2 separate regions of the Mus musculus genome follow, and region 2 is linked to region 1. Evidence: chromatin contacts called from public HiChIP or PLAC-seq data. All regions are on one chromosome and are shown on one strand. The core of a region is the stretch at or near the end of the contact, and the rest is flanking DNA. Distances in the headings are between cores, read along the strand shown.

Region 1 (5,754 bases), core at 3,222-5,721:
CAATAATGTGTGTGTGTTTGTGTGTGTGTGTGTGTGTGTGTGTTTACAATAGAGACTTACCATGGGATTAACATTCTCAACAGTGTTTGACCCCTAACCAAATCTCCTTAGGGAGCATTGGGTTGCTCTGATCTGTCTCGTTGTCACTCCCGGAGCTTCTGCTGCTCGAGTAAGCTCTCTGGCAGGCAGCCTTCGCTCCTCTGCCTCTCTGAGTTGCACCCAGAGGGATGAGTATGACATCATTCCCTGCTAAGAGTTTTGAAAGCGCCCCTCCCATGCATCCCAGGCCAGCCCCAGCTCTGGCCTCATCTCTCTGCCGTGGGCTCTGTGGTCTCAGCCATTGCTCTTCTCCTTTTCTGGTTACAGCTTTGTGCGGCCTGTATTCTGGGGGGCTTACTATCTCCTCCCTGATTCGGTGTCCCCACATGGCTCCCAAAGCAAGACATACCTCATGGAGTGGGTCCTGAGATCCAGAGCCTCTAGGCTTCTGAGCGGCTGAGGGACTGAGAGCAGAGGAGTTCGTAGGGCCTGTTAGAGGTTGGATCACCTTCCACTCCCTAGCATGTGCTGATTTTCTTACCCTGAGTCAGAAAATGCCCTCATTTGGAAATACAACTTTTCAGATAGACACTGAGTGCACTTTGTATTGTCCCTTCAGTGAGCCTTCAGTATAACTGATATCCTTGACACAAAGACAAGAGAAATGATGCTGTGTTATGCCAATGGCTGAGACTGGAGAGCTGTAAGCTGCAAGGTGCAGAATGCCAAGTTTGCTGGTCGCCACCAGAAACTGGAAAGAAGCAGAGAGACCACTGGGGAAATGGCTCAGCCTGTAGAACGTTTGCCTTGTAAGGATGAGGGCCCAAGGCTGATCCCCAGCGGCTGAGTTAAAAATGCTGGGTGCTGGGGTGCCTGCTTGCAGCTCCAGCACCGGCGAGGCCTAGGCTAATGAGGGAGGCCATCCGAAAGGCAGACTGTGCCTGGGAAACAACAGCACTTACTGCCCATGGTCCTCAGTGGGAGGGTGGCTATGATAGATAGCCCTTTGATTTTGGATTGTTTAGTTTCAAGAAGTGTAAGGGGGCCTGTGAGGTGACTCAGTAACTAAAGGCACCTGCCACCAAATCTGATTCTCTGTGTTCTATTCCTGGTACCTACATCGTGGACACGGAGATCCAGTGCTCACAGGTTGCACTCTGAGCACTACACATACTTTGTAGAATGCCTACACACATACACACACACACACACACACACACACACACACACACACAGACGGGGGGGGGAGACAAAAAGAGGTATAAGAACAAGTTGACACATACTTTGTAGAATGCCTACACACACACACACACACACACACACACACACACACACACACACACAGACGGGGGGAGGGGGGACAAAAAGAGGTATAAGAACAAGCTGCCACTGTTTTAAGCCCCCAGTCTGTAGTCTGTTGTTACAAAAGCCCTAGGAAAGCAGTGCAGCCCCTCGGCTGCTCACAGACAGATGGGAACCAGCTTCCCTCCAGTCCTGAGTGCCTTTTACAGTGGAGAAATCAGCTCATGGCCCTCTTGGCTCATACTTGTCCTGTAGCCATCTCTGCCATCCACGGCCCTTCACACTGATCCCACAAATTCCTCTGGCTTCCTCTCTGCATCAGTTGCTTTTTGTGTCACTGTGACCAAACACCTGACAGAAAAGTTACATCCAGGAAAGATTCAGTTGATTCTGTTTTTGAGAACTCAGAGTATCATAGTCAAGGAAAGCATGGCAGATCAGCTCAGTTCACAGCGTGGTGCCTAAGGACCAGAGGAAGGGTAATGCTGGTGAGCCATCTGATTGCCCGCCGCCGCTGCCTCGTTTCTCTGTGTAGCCTTGGCTGTTCTTGAACTCACTCTATAGACCAGGCTGGCTTCAAACTCAGCAATCTGCCTGCCTCTGCCCCCAAGTTCTGGGATTAAAGGCGTGTGCCACCACCACTTGGCCCGATTTCTAGTTTAATTTTTTTTTCCATTATACTTTGTGTGTGTGCATGGATGGGTGCTGTGATACACATATGGAAGCCAGAGGACAACGTTCAGAAGTTGGTTTTCTCCTTTTACCATGTGGGTCCCAGGGGTTGTCAGGCTAGGTAGCAAGTGCCTTTACCCTTATTGTCTATTTTTTCGCACCCTTTGTTCTCTCTGGGTCACCTGACCGTGGGATGATGCCATCCACATCTAGGGAGGGTCTCCCGCTACCAGTTTATCCTCTCAGGAAAAACCGCACAGGCACACTCAGAGCTTCGCCTCACGAATCTCCCAGGCGATGATGCTTCCACTTCCTCTTCCTCTTTCTCCTCTTCTGATTACAATCTTTTCATTCGATGCCTGTATGTACATCTGTGAACCATTTACATGCCAGAAGACAGTGTCAGATCTCTTGGAACTAGAGTTACGAACCACTATGTCAAACCCATATCCTCTGGCAAAGCAGTCAGTGCTTTTAACTCCTGAGCCATCTCTCGGGCTCCTCCCACTGTCAATCACTCCCACTGACTCCTTTCAGCTTGCATCATAGGAGGGGACAGTCCAGACCTCCCCTCCATGGCTCTCTTGAAGCTGCACCAGAGAGCACCTCTACCCAGGCCTCTTCTGTCCATGCCCTAAAGCCTGTCTGGGGCAATAATTTCTTCTAGAAATAATAGCCAACTTATTTTTAGACCTTCTGTAGGCCAGGCACAGGGCTTTCTATATGTCGTTTATCTCTCACCTCTGGGAAACAGGTAAATTTTATGATTTGGATATGAAGTATCCCCTCAAATTAGTCAGAGATTGAACTTTATGACGCTTAAAGGCTTGGTCCCTCAGCTGTTGGCACTTCTTAACGTTAGGAGGTTAGTCCTGGATGAAAAAGATGGGTCCCAGGGGTCGGGCGGGGTTGTGCTTTGTATCTTGTCTGGGATATCCGTCTCCCCTGCCTTTCTCTCCTCCATGAAGTGAGAAGGCTTTAGCCACATGTTCTGGCTGCCATGATGTTCTGCCTCACCACAGACCCAGGAACAAAAGAGCCAAGGACTAGGAGCGGAAACCTCAGAAACCAGGAGCTGAAATAAATCTTCCCTGTCTTCAGTTGCTGCTACCAACGAGATAAAAACCGTGAACCACAGCAGCTCCACTCCTACTTTATGGAAAGGGAAATTGAGGCAGACAGGGTGCCAAGAGCTTTCCCTAATTACACTGGGTCAGGACTAGGGCTCCCCACTGGCCCATGATGTTGCCCACTTTGTCTGCAGAGCCCCCGCCTCTCCCAGAACATCTGCTTCTCCAGGCCCTCAGCCACCACATGTTTCAGGAGAACAAATTATGCTGTAACAGGAGGTGAAATCAAACGCGGGCCAAATAGTTCTCCACGGCAATTTCATGCAAAATAATTCCAAGGCATCCATCTCTCGCTGTGTGGGGTGAGAACACATGCAGACAGAAGGACGGGCTAGCCAGAACCTAATTGGCCCTCACAAATAAATAAACAAAGCACAGACGACACCATGGTCCACAGGCAGCTAGAGCATAAATCACTGCTTTATGGGACCGGTAGCCTGTCAGAGACCAGACCCCCCACCTGGTCTCTGAAAGAGGATGCCAGTGGATGTCCTTGTCATCTGGTCTGGAACCACTCACAGATAGGTAAGCTTGGAGTCCCCTGCCAGGCCCTCACCTCACTGGGCAGCCACCTCATGCCCCAAGAGCACAGACTACATTCACACTTGCACACGCTCATTCCTTCTTCAAGTCACATGGAGTAAACACTCAGTAAAACCTTGAATGACTAAGTTTGCTCATTTCTCCCCTCCTTCCACTGGATCTTGTAAGAATAGCTCCCTGCCCCTGTGGTATGACACTCCTGCAAGATGCAAAGCACTTAGCTGGGACATCCAATCTGCTGAGCTGGGTCCCATGGCAACCACAGTATATACACAGCAAGGTTTTCGGTTGGACAGCCCTTCCTCTTTTGTGGTAGACCTGACCCCTGGCTCCTACCAAGACTCTTCCAGTGGAGTGTGATTCACAATGCACACGGGTTTGGAAGAGTCAGCTAAACAGCCAATGTCCCCATGTCCCCTGAGTGGCTGAATGTTTCCTGTTCTCTTTCGCAGTCTCTCTTTCGTGTTCCTTCTGTGTGCTCATCAGAGGAAATCCCCCGGGCCTGCCAACTAGGTGGAGGTTCGTGGCTCCAAGCCCACCACACCTCTCTTCTAAGTCCTGCATTTGGCAGCAAATTTGATGGGTGACCGCTGTGGCCGATCTCATTTTCTACTCCAGTGATCATTGTTGTGGGGTATTCACCAGAGAAGACTGCTGGAACACGAGCTTAAGCCAGCAGAAAGTCTTTATTAGCCAGACAGCGACTATACTGGGTGCTCAGGATTTCAGTGTAGCACTGAGCCTTTCTCAAGGTGTTCTGGGTTGACCTACTTCAGTTAACAAAGAACAGTTAGCCAAAGCAGAACTGCAGAAGTTAAAAAGCAAGGTCAGCACATTTAGGGACTTTCCCAGAACTATGGACTTTGATGGATTGGGCCTTTGTTTTAGTGTTGCCAGGTGGTGCTGTCTACGTGCTGGGTTTTACAGCCTGAATGGTACTTCCATCATGGAGTCGGTTGTGCTAAGGACTGGAGGCCTATTGCAGATGTGATTGCTTTGAATCCATCCACTCATTTAAAAATTATGTTAAGATACACAAAGGTTACCGTTAGTGACGTTGGAAATGTTGCCCACCGTTATCTGGTTCTAGAACACTTTTATCACCCCCAGAAGGAAACCCCCTGCCTGTTATGCATGTAATACTCTCCACCTCCCTCTTGCTGGCTCCCAAGAGCTGGGGTCACATGCACATGCCACCAAACCTAGCTTAGCTTGTTAGGAAAAATTTCATTTTAGAGGTACTTTCAAGTTCATGAATTCCACTTTGGTTCAATTTTCTTTTCCTCTGTTTTTATCTACTCATCGACCCACTCATTCATTCACTCACTCACCCACTCACTCACTCCTTCCTTCCTTCCTTTGGTTCGTTAGGAGACAGGGTCTCACTATAACACCCAGGCTGGCCTCAAACTCATGTCCTTCCTGCCTCACCAGCACTGTCGGTTTGATAAACCTGTACCACCATGCTTGGGTCCCCCCAGCGTTTTTGATTTTGGAGACAGGTCTTACTATATATCCCTGGCTGTCCTGGAACTCACTCTGTAGACCAGGCTGGCTTCAAACTCAGAAATCTGCCTGTCTCTGCCTCCCAACTGCTAGGATTAAATGTGTGCACCACCATACCTGGCTAGCATGTTTTTAAAGACAGAGTCTTTGTATCCTGGGTTGGTCTTATACTCATCAAGTAGTCAAAGATGACCTTGAACTTTTGATCCTCCTGCCTCTGCCTTCCCAGGGCTGGGATTACAGTCCTGTGCCACCACATTCATTTTAAATGGTGCTGAGGATCAAACCTGGGCCTTCATCCATGCTAGCAAAGCACTCTCCCTGTGAACTACACCTCCAGCCTACTCCCTAGCTTCTTAATGATCAAACATAGGTAAGGGAGCATGGAACCTATCACCATTGAGGATGCACACACACATGTACAAACACACACACACACACACCTCTGGTCCTCTTGAGTCAGTTCCAGTATCTTTGATGTGAAACCTGGCTTCTTCTGCCAGCAATGCTCGCCTCTTTCTTGGTAGCTGTGAAGGAGCAGATGGCACTGCTAGTTCAGAAC
Region 2 (6,119 bases), core at 700-3,199, 380 kb after region 1:
TATTTAAAAGCATTGACATGGGCAGATCGCGTCCTTCCCTGTTAAGGGAATCAAAAGGCCCAAGGAAGAGAGAAGCACTGAGAAGAGGCCAGTGGAAGCTGTAGGCTGTATGTGGGGCAGCTCCAGGGGCTTGCCCCCTAGGATGGAAACACTTCTCCAGGGGCAGATAACCATAGCAACAGTCAGCTAGGACTGGTGCCAATGCCAGGTGGAAACACTCTGATGGAGCCCCAGCATGGGTTAGCTTGCAGCCACCAGCATGTGAGAATGGCAGACATACAAATGGTAAGAAATATTCATGCCGTACCATTAAGAGAAGACTGAATTTAGAACTGTGTGCGCGTGTGTGTGTGTGCGTGTGCGTGTATCTCTATCTCATATTCTTGACTTTATACAACATGTACTAAGAGATGTAACCACTAGATAGTTGGTTTACCAGCAATCTTATTTTGTTCCTGATTGCCTAAACTTTCAAGATTACCACAACTAATATGTCCTGGAACTAACTCATCCTGTAAGCCAGGCTGGACTCACTCTCAAGAGATCTGCCTGCTTCTGCCTCCCAAGTCCTAGGATTGAAGGTGTGCATCACCGCTGCCCTTTCTAAGGAAAACTGGGGTAGCTCGTTCCTCCTCCTTCAGTTTCTGCAGCTTCAGCTAAGCAACGTGGGGTGCTTTGCCTTGTATGGAAAAGGCTGAGGTGTGATTTGAACTGTATGCCCCCCTTCCCCATTCACTGAAGGCCTCGGTTCTATCTTGAAGGCAGACACAACTTCTAGAAGGATAATCAACTTAGGCAGATCTCTGTGAGTTCAAGGCCAGCCTGGTCTATAGAATACCAGGACAAACAGAGCTGTTACACAGACTAAACAAACGAAAAAAATCCAAGGGTTTCCCACCCCTCTTCTAAGTATGTCAGACTCAGGGTTGCGCTGTGAGGGCTTCACAGTCTGGGTTGGCCCACAAAAGCTGGGGCAGAGGGCAGTTGGGGCACACCTGGTTCCAGGCAGGCATGTTCTCCATCCAGTGACTGTTTCAGGGGATTACAAAACCCTACTTACCACCCTGCCCCATCCAGTTCCTCCCAGCCAAATCCTGCTCCACCTTGTGAGGTAGATCAGTACTGGGGGCTGGAGAGTGAAATATCACTACTAACTGAGCTGAGTGGGTGGTGTCGCCCTCAGCAGCTGGGGGGATGGCAAGTGATGTAACACGTGTTGCAACATTAGTGAGTACCAGGATGGAGAATGAAGCCAGGCTAGCCTAGGATACCAGGTTGCCTGGCTCAAACTGGGTAACCAGCCGAGCTAAGCATGAATCTTGCCTCATCCTTAACCAAATGACAGGATGCAGAAGAGTCAAGTTCCCCTAAAGAGAAGCTAGTTGTAGTGGCACACCTGCAATCACAGCACCTGGGATGCCAAGGAAGGAGGATTAAGAGTTGGAAGCCAGCCTAGGCTACAAGGCGAGACCTTTTAAAAACTGGAAATAATTGTCTGGGACTCCGACCTGAACTAGCTAGCCGTCCGTCCAGCACAGGGCAGCACGCTTTGGCCAAAGTCCCTTCCTGAAAGTCGTCTTGCTGTGGGTGCCCTCAGGATGAAAGCCCTAGGGATGACTGACACTCACCCCATCGCCCAGACCCCTCGCGTGACAGGGCAGATCCTTTATTCTTGTTTTCGCTGCGGGCAGCTTCCGCCCGACGCTCACCCCGCAGGACCCCGGAGTAGGCGGCGATGAGGGTCTTCATGCTGAAGCCAATGCACGTCACGGCCGTGCAGAAAGCCGCCTCACGCCGCGCCCCTGACCCATGCCCCGGCCGCCGGGGCCAGGGCTTCGCGCTGAGCTCCGGGAGCTGAGGGACAGCGCCCAGGCCGTGGCGGCAGCAGGGCGAGAGCTGAGGTAGGTAGCCGCTGCCACCCTAGATGAGCAGAAAGCCAGCGAAGCGCGGCCACGGCGCCGAGCGCCGCTGCGCGCGCACTTTATAACCTCACAACGGGGCGGGTCGTGACGCTATAGGGCGGGGCAAAAGGGTCCGCCCCGGACTGTGCCATGTTCTTGTAGGGGGTGAGACTCCCGGCGATAAACTATGCACAGAGCCCAGGAAGGCAGCATGGCCTGAACTGTACGGTTCAGAGTCTATAGAATACGGGCAAGGGAGCCGGAGTCCCGGTGTATGAAACTACTCCTGGTTGCCCCAGCGACCGCCTTGTCATTCTCCCAAGCCTCTCTCTCAGACGTTAGTACGGTCCAGCAGCTGGAACGTGGGCAGGGAGTTTGAGCACGTGCGGGACGATCCGGACCGTGCGGGTGCCTGTGTCCCTTTTGGCTGTGCTTTCCTTGGGCAGGCCTAGCCTGCAGTGAGTAGTGTTGGAATTCGTTAGGTTACAGCTGGACCTGACAGTTACCCAAGTGCCGCAGCCTTTCCTTTTACCAGCAAAAAAATAGGAGTGATTGAGTCTTATCAGGAAGGAACCTAGAGCGATGGAGTCTACTACCTGTAATCCTACAATCCTAGCAGCTCGCTCTCTCTCTCCTCTCTCTCTCTCTCTCTCTCTCTCTCTCTCTCTCTCTCTCTCTCTCTCTCTCTCTCTCTCGCCTCTTCTCTCTCCTCTCTCCCCCTTCTCTCCCCTCTCTCCTCTCTCTCTCTCCTCTCTCTCTCTCTCTCTCTCTCTCTCTCTCTCTCTCTCTCTCTCTCTCGCCTCTTCTCTCTCTCTCCCTCCCTCTCCTGTATGTATGCAAGAGTTTGAAGCCAGCCCAGGCTACATAGTGACCCTGTCTCCAAACACCAAAGACAAAGGCAATACTACAAGCATAGTGAGTGATGGACTTCAAGCCCAGTTCCAGACCTCTCTTCCTCTCTTTTCCTCAACTTCAGGGTGTCTTTTGTTTGGCTTGGTTTGCCGGAGGGGGGCAGGGTGTGGGGTTGAGGGTTGTGTGAATGTTGATGTTTTGGTTTTTCTTTTCTTTTCTCTTTTTAGAAATTGGGTTTCTCCTTGTAGCCCTGGCTGTCCTGGCACTATGTAGACTAGGCTGGCCTGAATTTATAGAGATGCACCTTTGTCTGACTCTAGTGCTGAGTGAAAGGCATGTGCCACCACTCGCAGTTTGCAGCTTCAGTTTTCTTTCACATCTGTAAAAACGGGAACACCCGTGATTGTATTGTGAGAGGCTTTGAGAATTGAGGAACTGAGGTATATGGACTAAGCTCACTACAGGCACTGGGACTCATTCCCATTGCCCACAGAGGAAGAGGAGTTCCGCAGAATGAGGGTGTGAGCACAAGCCGAAGGGCAGCATCAGTCAGCATGTCTGGATTGGGGCAGGACCATAGAGACTGTAGTCCTGGCAACGTGGGAGATGGAGACTGCAGTGACATGGGATTAGAAAATCCTCCAGTGTCTCTCTTAAGACTTTGGGGTGGGACTGGGTTCTGGGAGAGCCTTAAAAGAAACGAAAGAGGTAAGATGAATTGTAGGATCCCTCTTGACAGAGTATGAGAAATAAACGTGAGGACAGGTTGCAGTGGGGAGCTGGGTGAGTGGGAGAATCTCAAGCAAAGGCAGTGGTTAAAGGTATGCCCTTCAGAAAAAAGATAGGACTGGGGTGTGGCTCACCTTTGGGTTGCATACTGTAAGGTCTAGGTCAATAGGGCCTTGGGGAAGAGCAGAAAAGAAAGGAGGTGAGTTCTACCTGAAGAGGGGAGAAAGTCCCAGGGCCTGTGACAAATGCCATTAGTGAAACCTAGAAACACTTGCATGATGAGTGGTGGGGCACAAATCTCACTGAGAAAATACTACCAAACCCAGAGAACTGAGTCAACCATAAATAGAAGGAAAAAGATCCTAGGGCATGATGATGCTCTGTGGTAGTCCTAGGTCATTTTATGGAACTAAGGGAAAGCTACTGGCATGCCATGCTCACGGGAGACTCGAGATGGATGTATGCTGTGCAACAACTGTGGGGGGAGAGAGGTATATATATATATATATATATATATATATATATATATATATATATATATATGGGGGGCAGAACAATACACAAACATACACACACACACACACACACACAGCATGGAAGACCTCGGGTCACTGTATGGCACATTCCTGCTCCAGGAGCATCTCTGTAGAGGAGGCCTTGTGCCAGGACCCATGAAAAACTCACTTACCTCTGCTACTGTCCGATGGGCAGAGATTAATCTGGAAGGTTATAAGCCTGGGGTGTAGTCTTTCCTTTAGCAGTGACTTGTCAAGTGTCCTTGCTAAGTCGATAGTTGTTCATCACAAAGTGGAGGTGGGAAGTTAGCCATACCTGTTATAACCTGAGCATGTGGTCAGTGAGGAAGAGGATGAGGTGGAGGAGGAGGAGGATGTCTCCTTCAGGAGCTCAAGGTCATTCTCAACTATGTAATGATTTGGAAGCTGGCCTGAGTTAGCCGAGACCCTGTCTCAAAAAAGAAACAGGAGGAGGGAGGAAAAAAAGGAGACAGAAAGGGTGACAGTTCCTATCTTGACTACTTATGGATCAACTAAAGTAATATGGAAAGGGTGTTACCATTATGCAAGGAGAGTAAGATACCATTATCTTAATGATAACAAATGGCAGGACTTTGGGTAAACGAGGCCCATTGGAAACATTCAGATCCCAAGTTCATGTGTGTACTTCAGCATTTTCCTGTGCACCTTCTCTGGGTCAGGTACTGATTGGAACACACAGAACCAGAACTTGTCCCTGCCTTGGTGGAGACTCAACCAAGAGATGAGACCAGTGGTCAAAGGATGGCCAGGCTGTTGTGCAGGGAAGTGTAAGGTCAGGCCAAGGCTGGCCCTCCCATCCTGGTTGCCATTGCCTGCCTCTGCTGAGCTTGGAATTTACCCAAGCCCAGGAGCCCTTGGTCTATGCCCATTGTGGGTCTAACTCAACCAAGAGGCTCAGTGGACGGTAGATTGGCCAATAGACGTGTCATTTGTCAGGGAACGATAAATGAGAAAGTCAAAATGAGGCAATATTGCTGCTGGATATGAGATTAATCTGTTGGTCAGAGAGGAAGGGCATATATTCAGAGGTTCCAGCATGGGTTCCAATGGAGCCCTGGTATGGCTGGAAAGGGAATGTAGATGGTAAGTTAGGGGGGAGGTGGGAGGGAGGAGGTGGAGTTGAAAGTTGACAACAGGAGCCAAATCTAGGGAACCTTGTGGGTCAGCACACTTTTAATTCCAACTCTAAGGAGGCAGAAGCAGGTGGTTCTCTGAGTCTGAAGCTAGGCTGATCTACAGAGAATTCCAGGACAACCAGAGCTACACAAAGAAACCCTGTCTTGAAAAAACAAAGCTAGTCCCTAGTTTAGACCCTTCAATGTGGGACCATGTACTAAGGGCTTCAGAGGGAGTCCAAGAGCTCCCTTATCACTTGGCTTCTAGGGCTGTGGTCACTGCTTCTGTCCATTGTTTCAGACTGGATCTAGATGGAAAACCAGATGCACAGTTAGAACTTTAAGAGAAGGCATTGTGAGGCTGGAGAGATGGCTCAGCTGACCTTTCAAAACTATTAGCTGGGTGGGGGTTGGGGGGGGCTGGAGAGATGGCTCAGCGGTTAGGAGCACTGACTGCTCTTCCGAAGGTTCTGAGTTCAAATCCCAGAAACCACATGGAGTCTTACAACCATCCATAATGAGATCTGACTCTCTCTTCTGGAGTGTCTGAAGGCAGCTACAGTGTACTCACATATAATAAAATAAATCTTTAAAAAAAAACGGATGAGCTGGGTTAAATTCCCAATATCTATATAACAACTTACAACTGAGCAGAACTCCAGTCCCAGGGGATCAGATCCACTCTTCTGGCTTCATTCAAGCATGTATATGGTGCACAGACATACATTCAGGCAAAACAGCCACACACATAAAAATAAAGAGGAGAGAACACTGACTTGGGATTTCGCCTCTGTAGAACAGTGGGTGCTGGGGCTCGTAGTTGGTATTAACTTCCAGTTTTCTCTCCACACATCTAAGCACCCTTAGAATTTTGTGATAGCTTGTCTGCTCTTCAAAAGGACAAACAGGTCAGCTATAAGGTGTGTTCTAGACCTGTGTCACCTCTCCTTCATTGCTACACATCC

What was found. HiChIP or PLAC-seq counts read pairs in DNA pulled down with a chosen protein or histone mark.
Region 2: a contact with region 1 is called in an H3K4me3 HiChIP or PLAC-seq map of bone marrow-derived macrophages, with 7 times the contacts expected there. The contact joins the promoter of Dgat2 here to the enhancer-like site in region 1. A contact is called at or near these places in 4 of 484 Hi-C or Micro-C datasets (CD4 T cells, CD8 T cells and embryonic stem cells), 3 of 115 datasets of contacts at active chromatin or transcription factors (bone marrow-derived macrophages, memory CD8 T cells and pancreatic cancer cells) and 2 of 9 other capture datasets (adipose tissue and liver).

The regions. Positions count from the first base shown.
Region 1 is chr7:98,801,075-98,806,828 of GRCm38.p6, forward strand. No RefSeq gene overlaps it. Among named protein-coding and RNA genes, the nearest start is that of n-TPtgg8, 11 kb to the right of the region's middle. Within about 2 kb of position 4,472, at least 83 of the 459 cell types and tissues checked have an H3K27ac peak or open chromatin away from gene starts, as enhancers often do. A contact at or near this core is called in adipose tissue, bone marrow-derived macrophages and liver, where this site is marked.
Region 2 is chr7:99,180,764-99,186,882 of GRCm38.p6, forward strand. It overlaps Dgat2 (diacylglycerol O-acyltransferase 2), which reads right to left and starts at 1,950. Exons shown (of 8, transcript NM_026384.3): 1 at 1,629-1,950. The coding sequence starts at 1,749.